2 separate regions of the Anser cygnoides genome follow, and region 2 is linked to region 1. A link is a contact called in public Hi-C data. All regions are on one chromosome and are shown on one strand. Each heading gives the region's core, a stretch centred on a gene start, on an enhancer-like site or on the middle of the called end of the contact. The rest is flanking DNA. Distances are from core to core; before and after follow the strand shown. Region 1 holds the start of SWI5 (SWI5 homologous recombination repair protein). Region 2 holds the start of SLC25A25 (solute carrier family 25 member 25).

The links. Hi-C and Micro-C count contacts between places; a contact is called where the count stands out from the background.
Region 2: a Hi-C map of liver shows a contact between it and region 1, with 3 times the contacts expected there. The contact joins the promoter of SLC25A25 here to the promoter of SWI5 in region 1. A contact is called at or near these places in 2 of 7 Hi-C or Micro-C datasets (both in liver).

The regions. Positions count from the first base shown.
Region 1 is chr20:6,641,010-6,645,723 of Taihu_goose_T2T_genome, forward strand. SWI5 (SWI5 homologous recombination repair protein) reads left to right here and starts at 1,885. Exons shown (of 5, transcript XM_048053495.2): 1 at 1,885-2,147; 2 at 2,228-2,273; 3 at 2,509-2,630; 4 at 3,506-3,600; 5 at 4,019-4,714. The coding sequence starts at 1,885. The coding sequence ends at 4,083. It overlaps GOLGA2 (golgin A2), which reads right to left and starts at 932. Exons shown (of 26, transcript XM_066980835.1): 1 at 785-932. The coding sequence starts at 832.
Region 2 is chr20:6,840,865-6,845,898 of Taihu_goose_T2T_genome, forward strand. It overlaps SLC25A25 (solute carrier family 25 member 25), which reads left to right and starts at 1,675. Exons shown (of 11, transcript XM_066980823.1): 1 at 1,675-2,045. The coding sequence starts at 1,737. NAIF1 (nuclear apoptosis inducing factor 1) reads right to left here and starts at 1,127. Exons shown (of 2, transcript XM_013182766.3): 1 at 361-1,127. The coding sequence starts at 871.

The sequences.
Region 1 (4,714 bases), core at 635-3,134:
AGTGTGAACTAGGGGGATAAGCAATCTCTAATTGATTTTAAAATAATATCCATTTCACCTCGGCCAGGCTGATAAGCTCGAAGCTGAACCCTGCCAAGTGTTGTGGTGTTCTGGTGGCGCACCGAGCCCCCAGCCCGAGCAGTGCCAGGCGGGCACTGCCTGCAGCAGCCCCCTGCCAGGCAGCCCAAATCCCTCCGTTTCGTCCAGACACTGCAGCTGGCAGCTGCTGCCACCCCCCCGGCCAGGCGGCCAGGGCCGTGTTTCAAAGCCAAGGTGGCAAAAATAAAATAAGAGGGATCCCATTTATTCGGAGGATTTCAAAATGGAAGCCTGAGCCGCTCCAGGACACTTTCCCAGCCGCTTGACTTTGACACAGGCACGCAAAGCCGCCGGGACGGACGGGGCTGGGCTGCCCCGCGGGGACGGAGAAAAAAAATAAAAGAAAAAAAAATGAAAAAAAGGGAAAGAAAGGAGAAAGGAAGGGACAAACAAACACAGAACCCGGGCGGGCGGGCGGGCAGCACCGGCCCAGGCCCGGCCTCCCCGGGGCCGCCTCCCCCGGGCTGGGGAAGGCCCGGCCGCAGCGCCCGGCACCCGGGGACACCCGGCGACACCCGGGGGGCTCCCACCGGGGCCCGGCGGAGCGGAGCGGAGCGGCCCCCCCGGTGCCCCTCGCCCCTCACCGCAGGAGGCCGGGCCCGGCGGCTCCGCTCCTCACGGGGCGCCGGGGCCCGAGCAGCCCGGCGACTCCGCTCCGCTGCCGTCCCGTCCCCCCTTCCCTCACCTTCTTCTTGGCCGCCGCCAGCTTGCTCTGCCTGCTGCCGTCCGCCATGTCCGCCCCGCGCCCGGGCCACGTCAGCCGCCGAGGGGAGCGGCGGAGGCGGCCGCCAGGCTCCGCCCTGGCCCGGCCCGAGCACAGCGCCCGCCCCGCCGGGTCCCTCCCGGCCCCGGTCCCCTCCCGGTCCCCTCCCGGCCCCGGTTTGTCGCCCCCCAGCCGTCCTTCCTGCCCCTAATGGAGCCGAGCTCGGGTGGGGAGCGGGCTGCCCGGAGCCTGCGGGCTGGGCACGCTGCCCCCGGCCTCTGGCGGGCACCTGCGGCCGCCCCCCGTGGCTCCCCAGCTCCCGTGGGTCGCTTCGCTGCCCGGGTGCTGTCGTGGAAGCCGCGGCTCGCCCGGGCTGTGTTTCACTGCCGTGCGGTTGTGGTCTCGCACCCTCGGGCCTTCCGAGTGGGGCAAGAGCAGAGCGTGGCTCTGAGAAGGGTCCGGCTCCTGCTGCGCCTGGCAGTGCACAGGGGGCAGCCAGCGTTCACCTGTGGGCCAGGAGAGCTGTGGGAAGAGGGCTGTGTGCTCGCTGAGGACGGGACAGCAGCTTTATTCCCTCCTGCACCCTCCTAGTGGCATGCGCCTGATGGCAGCTGGGATGGCCAGGCATGGCTTGGGGTGCCAAGCCTGTCGGTTCCAGGCACAGCTCAGGGGCTCAAGTGCATCAGTTCCAGCCCCGTTCCTCGCTTCGGCTCTGCCCCAGCCGGTGGCTGCTTGGGGTCCCCAGGGGAGCACCCGGGGGGCTCTGAGGGACACTGCGGTGTCCAGTTGGCGATCATGGTGGCGGGGTGCTGGCTGCTCCTTCCTTCATAAGGGCAGCAGCGCAGGGCCCCCAGAGCTCCTGTTGAGAGCCCCTGGGCAGCCACAGCGCCAGGGTGGAGGTGGCTGAGGGGCTCTGAGGCGTTTCTGAAAGCGCTGGGTGCCAGCGTTAATTGGGATAATTACGCTGTGCCTCACCTAAACGCCACCTCTAGTCACACGCAGATACCTTTACCGTGCCCCACCTAAACGCCACCTCTAGTTACACACGGATACATTACTGTGCCACTTAAACACCGCCTCTAACTACACACAGATACATTCATTCTCGAGCCAGGGCCGCGGCCGGGCCCTCTCAGCCCTCGCGGCGCCGAGAACTACCCGCCCCAGCGTGCCCCGCGCCGGGGGCCGCCTACAACTCCCAGCACGCCCCGCGCCGCACGGACTACAGCTCCCAGCGCGCCCCGCGGCTCCGGTGGTGCCGCCGCCGGTACGGGCGGGCAGCGGCCGCCCTGGCGGAGGGGGTACCGGAGAGCTCGGGGCGCAGCGCGCCGCCGCCGCCCCGGAGGTAGGAGCCGGGTCTCGCTGCCCCCTTCTCCCCCTCCCTCCTTCCCCACCCGGCCTTGACAGCCGCCATTTGCTTTGCAGGCCCCCCGGAGGACCCCGGCGGAGCGGCGGCGGCTTCAAGTCCCCGGTGAGTCCCCGGGGCCGGGCCGCGGCCTTCGGCTGGGCGCTGCCAGCCCCGCCCGGGGCAGGCCGGCACCTCACAAACCCCCAGGGGTCCTGGACACGGGCGCCCTGCCGCTGTTGCCGGGGGCACACGGTGGGTGTTGAGCCCAGGCCCCTCGGGAGCAGCACGGGGTGCTGTAACGTGTCTGTGTGTCTGTCTGTGTGTGTCTGTCTGTCTGTGTCCGTGTGTGTGCCCCCAGGTCCCGGCCCCAGCCTCCTGCCGCCCTCCCGGGGCCACCGGAGAAGCCCTGCGCCGTGAGATCGAGGAGCTGCGACAGAAGGAGCTCGCTCTGGACCAGGAAATCGCACAGCTCTTGTCCGAGTGCGTCCTTGGCAGTGCGGTGTCGCCGTTGTTTTGGGTTTGAAGCATGGTGTGGTCCGGTAATTAGAGGCAAAGGGGGTCTGTGGTGGTGCCGTTCTTGTCCCGGTGCTGCTCGGTGTTGGTTACAGCATTGGTTTGAATTGCAGGCCTGTTAAAGACAAAAGGGGATTCTCTACTGTTCGCTTGGTAAAGGAAAATGAATTCTTCTTAGAGCTTGGTTAAGGAAATTTAGCTTTGCCTCAGATATTGTTGAGGGAATTATGTGTGAATTGGAACAGAATAATTTTAATGGTCATGGTACCACAGAATCTCATGCCACCAGAAGTGCTTGTTCACGTGGGACTTAAAACTGAGATCATGCCTTGTATGGCCTGCCACATCTGGTCCTGGATGAGTTTCCTTTGTTTTTCCATCTCGGAGCAATGTTCTTCTGTTTTATGTATAAAGTGACTGGGTTAAAGCTTAGTACTCAAGAAACAGAGGCTCCAGGCAAGCAAATAGCTTGTTTATTTTTTTAACTTATTCTGAAGAATAAACATTTTTTTCCCTGCTGACAAATTAGAGACCCCTGTAAACTGGGTTCACCACAGCTTACTCCTGTTTCTACTTGATTCTGAGAATTAGGTTGGATTTGTTTGTTTTGTTTTGTTTGAGAAGTTTTGATACAGAAACACCCTTAAAATGAGGATCTGCACACTTGTAGATTTCGTGTTTGACTTTCAGCAACTGTGCTTTCTGCCTTCAGATTCTGCTTTTGATGCACCAGGTGCGGATATCTCAGATATCCTCACGTGTTTGTTCAGCAGTGGCGGCGTTTGCCATGCGGCAGCAGCAATCCCTCTGTGTCATTTTTGATCTTTCTGGCTTTGTTACAGAGGCTACAGCCTGGAGGAGTTGGAGAAACACATCGCTCTGCTCCATGAGTATAATGATATTAAAGATGCTGGACAGATGCTGCTGGGCAAGCTGGGTAAGGACGGGAAGGCTGTTGAAGAACTCCTTACTAAGTCTTTTTATACAAGCAGATGATGTGCATGAAGGCAGAGCTTGTGTTAAAGATTCTTCAATTTTAGGCTTATGTTAACAAAGCACTTGTGCAAACACAAATGCTACTCTTATTTTCTTGGAATGTTCTTAGAACTGATTCAAATTAGAACTTAGAATATGTGAAATAATTGGCATCTAGAGGTATTTTAGTCCATATTTGGGTTACTGATATTCGGAAAGCCTTGCTTACTTCTGTCGGCTTTGTTATTCATATACTTTAAAAAAATAGTGGGGCAAGCAGGGGGCATAGCTACAAAATCTTTGATTGGTTTCTTAGCTATGGGAGGTTCTACGATTTGCTCTTTATTTAATGAAATCAATGGTATTCATTTCTTTTCTAGCTGTTATCCGAGGAGTTACTACAAAGCAGCTTTACCCCGAGTATGATCTGGAGCTCAGTGACTAGCACTGAACCTAAAGACTGCCATATCCTGCAAAGATGACTGAGTCGTGCTGTCATTCCTGTTTAGAACCAGCACGAGGTTGCCTCAGATGTGTGTATGTAAAACTTCAGGAGAGCTGTTAACAGCCTTGTTCTAAGAGGCTTTGGAATGCCAAATTATTAATCTATCAACTGGTTCCTGCTTGTGGAAAGGGGTGTTGGAGATGTGGAGTTTGGATAAATTCGGTTTTGTATGCTACCTGATCAACACTATTTTTACTTTTTTATTGGAAATGTAATTCAAGGTTGATGCTAAGGCTGTACCCATCGAGCCTTTGTTTCTCTTCAACATCCAGGGTCTATTTGGATGTGCTGATCTGCAGGTGGAAGCAGCTACTGCTGAATGGATAGAGGAAGTGAGGGCATACAAATGTGCAATGTAATAGCTGCTTTGAAGGAAGAGAGAAACCCTTAGAAATATGGAGGACAGAAGGTTGAAGTTTGGTTTTGTTTTGCTTTTTAGGATTGGATTTGGAGAAGTTCGAGTGTTTCGTATTTTTGTACTTAACCGCTCAGGTATCTAGAGATTTTTTTTATCATTTCTATAGTAAAATGTGAAGTTGTATTGAACTATCCAATCTGAATAAAGCAGCTG
Region 2 (5,034 bases), core at 425-2,924, 200 kb after region 1:
CTCTTTCCAAGCACCACTCACCAACTGACAGAAGGGTGAAGAAAAGGCCCAGAACGGCACTTAGGCACTTATCAGCCAGACAGCTCCTCTTTGGGGCAGACCAGGGAATCGGCCTTGGAGATCTCTCTCCCTTTGCTTTTGTTCTGAGAGAAGGGGACCACACAATTCCTGGCCTTGAGGCCGACCCCAGCTGTCGAGGCTGACTTTCAGCACACGAATATCTTGGAGCCGCTCTCCGACAGCGCAAGGACACGTTGGGAACGGTCGTTTTGTTACAGAGGCTCCTTTCGGCCGGGGGGCTCCCCACGCAGGGCCCCCCACGAGACCTCCAACCACACCTCCGGCGGGCGCAGCACTCACTCTGCGTCAGCGTGACGGTGGCGGCCGCGGCGGTGATGGGGATCTCGCTCCCGTCACCCGTGCCGCACTCCCCGCCGGGCAGGCTGATGATGGTGGCCTCTCCCAGCAGGTTGCAGATGCGCTGCTGCATGGGCGTGAGGATGACGGGCGCGGCCGCCGCTCCCGCCGCGTCCTCGCCCTCCGCGCCGCCGCCGCCGCCGCCGTTGCCCTGGCTCTCGCCTCCGCCCTCCATGGCGGCCCGCACCTGGGCCACCTTGCGGCGCACCTCGGTCTTGAGGTCCGACCACTTCTTCTTGACCTCGGGCAGCTCGCGGCGGCAGGTGGCCACGGCGTTGACGCGGCGCAGGATGTCGTGCCAGGCGGCGGCCTTGGCGGCCAGCGGCACGCCGGCGTTGAAGTGGTTGACCAGCAGGTGCTTGCCGCGCTCCAGCTCCTCCACGATGATCTCCACCTCGCGCTCCGAGAAGTTCATCTTGCGCTTCTTGGCCGGGGGGGCCGGCGGCGACGCCATGGCCCTCGGGGGAGCTCCGGGGGGGGGCGCCTCAGGGGGTCCCCGAGGGGTCGGGGCCCCCCCGGCCCGCCGGGCCCCGGGGCGGGGAGGACGGGGGGGGCCCGGGGCCCCTCAGGGCCCGGTGGCGGCCGCGTGCCCCCCTCCCCCAACCCCGGCCCTTAGCAACCGCCAACGGTACGCAATTTGCGTACCGCGAGCACCCGGCGGGCCCCGCTCAACGGCCTCCGCCCCGCGACGCTGGCGTAATGGCTTCCAGAATCAGCCCCCCCGTCCCGCCTCGCGTGGTTGGGCCGCGCGGCTGCTCGTCACCGCGAGGGTTCGGCCCCCCCGCGGGTGAAGGCGGCTGCTATTGGTCGCCGAGGCTGTCCATCGAGGGGAGGTGAGGGGAGGCCCCGCCTCGCCGCTTGTCTCACGCCACTGGGCCTGCGTGAGGCCGCTGAGGGGCTGGGCCCGCCCCTAAATTTCCCCGCTCTAATCCCATTGGGTCCTCCCCTGCCCATCAACGCAGAGCGCCCACCCCCCTCTGGAAGCTGCTGGGTGCGCTCCACGTCCGTCAAGATCAAAGAGAGGCCTGGCTCGCGATCTGATTGGAACAACTGCGGCTTTTCCCCGCCTCCTCCCCGGCGTTTAACCAATAAGAGCTTGCTCAGCCCTCCCGTACCGGCTCGCGCGCGGCGCCCTGCTCCGATTGGCCGCGAGCTGGACGGCAGCGCGTGCCGGCTGACGTCAGCGCGGGGGACCTCCGCCATTGGGCGGCGGAGGGGCGTCACGTGGGGGCGGCGGCGCGTGGCGCGAAGGCGGAAGCGCCCGGCGGCTGGTGGCGGCGGAAGTGCCGCCATTTGGCGGCGGGGCGGGCGGCGGGAGGATGCCGGGGGCGCGGCGCTCGCTGGCGTCCCCCGTGGTGAGCGGCGTGCTCTGCCCCTGCGGCTCCCCGCGGGCCGCCGCCGCTGCTCCCGGGCCCGGTTCCGTGACCGACGGTGGCGGCGGCGGCTCCGGTCCCGGTTCCGGTGCCGGTCCCTGCGGGCGGGCGCTGTGCGAGGCCTCGGAGCAGGAGCGGCGGCTCCGCGCCCTGTTCCAGAAGCTGGACGTGAACCGCGACGGCGCGCTCTGCATCCACGACCTGGCCGTGGGCCTGGGCCGCCTCGGGCTGCACCGCACCGAGCTCGACCTGCTGGTGAGCGGGGCGGCGGGGGAACGGGGGGCGCTGGGGAGTACCGGGAAGAACGGGGGGGGGCGGGGGCCGGGCCCGCAGCTGCCTGCACCCCCCCGCGCCTGGCAGTGCCCGGTTTCTGCTCGCCAAACCCGTGTGAGCCCGCCGCAGGAGCCGAGCTGCTTCCCGGTGCTGCTAACCGCACGTGTGGGGCCCAGGGCTCGCTGCTGGCGGGGGGGCGCTGCCAGCCCAGCTCCCGAGGCTCTGAGCGGGGAAGCTCCCCAGCCCTGCCGAGGCGGGTTTGGGAGGGGTGGGTGCAGCCAGGTCGCTGCGAAGTATCTCCCTCCCTTCCCTCCCAGCAGCCTGCCTGGCACCCCGAAGGCTCGCTGCCTGGCTTTTTTGCCCAAAACATCTTACACGCGCCCATTTCACGTGTCTAATTATCTTAAGAGGTGCAGGATCTAGACAGGAAGGCTGCTGGGTTTGTGCAGTTCGCCCGTGAAGCATGCAAAACGCACAGCGCGCCGACTGTGTGCCGAGTGCCGGGAGCTGTGACCTGCTGCGGTCATGCTGCTCCGTGTGGTGCTGTGCACGGGAGTCCCGGCTCCAAGCTCCAGCGTTAGTAACGCTGCCCCGTTTCATTGCAGTCAGTGCGATTTCGGTCCCTGTGAATCAGAGGAACGAGCTCGTCAGTGCACACGCGGCTTGTCCTTGCATCGTGTCCTGTATCGCGCGTGTAGGACTGTAAAACTGCTGCGTGTCCCGGGGTGACTCCAGGTAGATAAAGGGCTGCAGCCGAGCTGTGATCTCCAGGGCAATCAGTCCTGCAGGAGGGCTGCGGGGAGCTTCTGAGTCACTGAGAAGAAAACTCAAGTGACGGTTCCTGCTCCCTCCCTGCCTTGGGAGTGGCGACCCCGTTGGTTGCTCTGACTGTCTGCACCCACCCTTCCCAAACTTGCCGGCTCCCTTCTAACTCTGAATCCCCAACCTTTTAATGGTTAACGTTGCTTTTTGGTTGCCACCCTCCTCGCTGCTGCAGAGCGCGATAACTCTTGGGCGATGCGAGGATCCTGTGAGTGATTTACTTGTGCTGCTTCTAAAAATAACGTCAGTGCCATGGCGAGTTGCTGCGGCGTGCGCTTCGGTGCTGAAACCTGATTACACCCCATAAATCACCTGTGCATGCCCTGTGAGGTGCTGACCTGCTGCCCCCTGTGGGGCTGAATCCCTGAGCTCTGGCAGGAGGCTCTCATCCCCAGAATGTTCTGTGCCTGTGTGCCGGTCTCGGTTTGCATTCCCTTCTCCTTCCGGGCATGTTACTCAGTCCAGCCTGACATTTTCCAGGCTGGGAGGATGCGCTACGAACCAAAATGCTCTTTTACTTTCTGGCAGAGAGTTTCTTTGCTTGCCGCGCTGCAGGAACGGCAGAGAGGAAATGTTCTGCGGGGACTGGGAGCGCTGCCTGGATGCCGGTGCTGCTGCTGAAGCCCTCACCTGTCGGGACTGCTCCTCGGCCCTTTGCTTCCTCTGCTTCCTCTCCTGCTCTGAAGGAAGTGGCTGGGTAGAGAAACAGAGCTCGTGGTAGTATTGCAGAGCACCCCCTGCAGCAGCTTAAAAGTTAGCTCCTGCTAGGGCAGGAACGCAGGGTTCAAACCTCTCTGTTCCAGTTAGACACATGAGAGCAGGCCTTGGAGAGCCGGCTGGAAAACTTCCACCCTGTGTTTTTTTTAGGAAAAGCTGCATAAACTTCCTGTTTCCCAGGGAGTTCTATTAATAAGTCATTCCTTTTCCTTCCCCAGCCGGAGCTAAGGATGACACTTTGACATGTGGGGTAACTAATGCCACGCCGCGGTCAGGAGAGGTGTGTAAGGGTCGAGATGAAAACCTCTGGCCGAGCGGACGTGGTGTTTGGAGACCGATCTGAGCACAAATCACACGGGCTCCTTGTGATCAGTAAATCACTTAGTGCCTCAGGTACCTCTTACTTTTCCTCCCGTGCAGGAGTACATTTGGTACGGGAGTTCCCTTCCAGTGCTCGAGGGACAGCTGGAGAAAACATCAGCCTTGTGATGCCAGCCGCGAGTGGCTGAGCTCTGCGTCAGCAGGCTAAAAGTCCTTGTGGCAGCAGTAACCGTTCTGGGCCGCAACTCGAAGAGCGAACGAGCGATATTTTGTCTCCCTCAGCCTCTGAGAGTTCTCACCCAGATAAAACCCTCGGTAGCGTTCTCAGAAAACTGCTGCCTTTTGTTCTAGGGGTGGCCTTCGGCGCCGGGGGAGAGGAGAAGTCGTACACAGATGTCCTTTGGGTGGAATTTGCTTATGTAAACGATGTTTTTTTTAAAGCCATGCTGTTATCTTTAAACCATTTGACGAATCCTGTGTGCCAAATCAGTGAGCCTTCCAGAGAAACGCTTGTTTGTGCTGGGTCCATGAAGCAACGCGCATACCTCGCTGTGCCTGAGCAGCAAGGGAGTAACCACGTGCAAACTGTTGTAGAGGCATTCCTCGTCTCCTGTGTAAGCAATGCTTCGCTGCTGAGTTAAATCTGCTTCGGGAGTAGTTAATCTTTTTACTGCTCTCCGACTTCCCTCCTGAAAATATTTGTGTAGGTTTATGGAACTGAAAATATGCGCTTAATGGGAGCAAGGGTAGTGGAACCAGCACTGTGCTTCCTGCTCTGTATCTGGAGGTGGTGCGTTGCTAAAAAATGACAGCATTGATATCCTCCCTGAGGTACTTGTTTCTCCTGACCTCACCTGTGTGACTGCCTGCTGCTGCCAGGGTCTCGCCTTCCCGTAGGAAACCAGCCCAGCTCCCGTTCTGCCCGAATCCTCCCGCTGCCTTTCATCGCCCCGTTCTCTGCCTGGTGTCTCCTCTTTGATCTCCGGGTGCTGTCCAAACTCCCCTGCGAATCCTGCTTTCACGTGTACTGAAGGGGCATAACCGTGCTGCCGCAGGGCTCTGCGGGGTTTGGGTCCCTTCAGGCTGCTCTGAAGGGCTGTGCCTTTCGGGG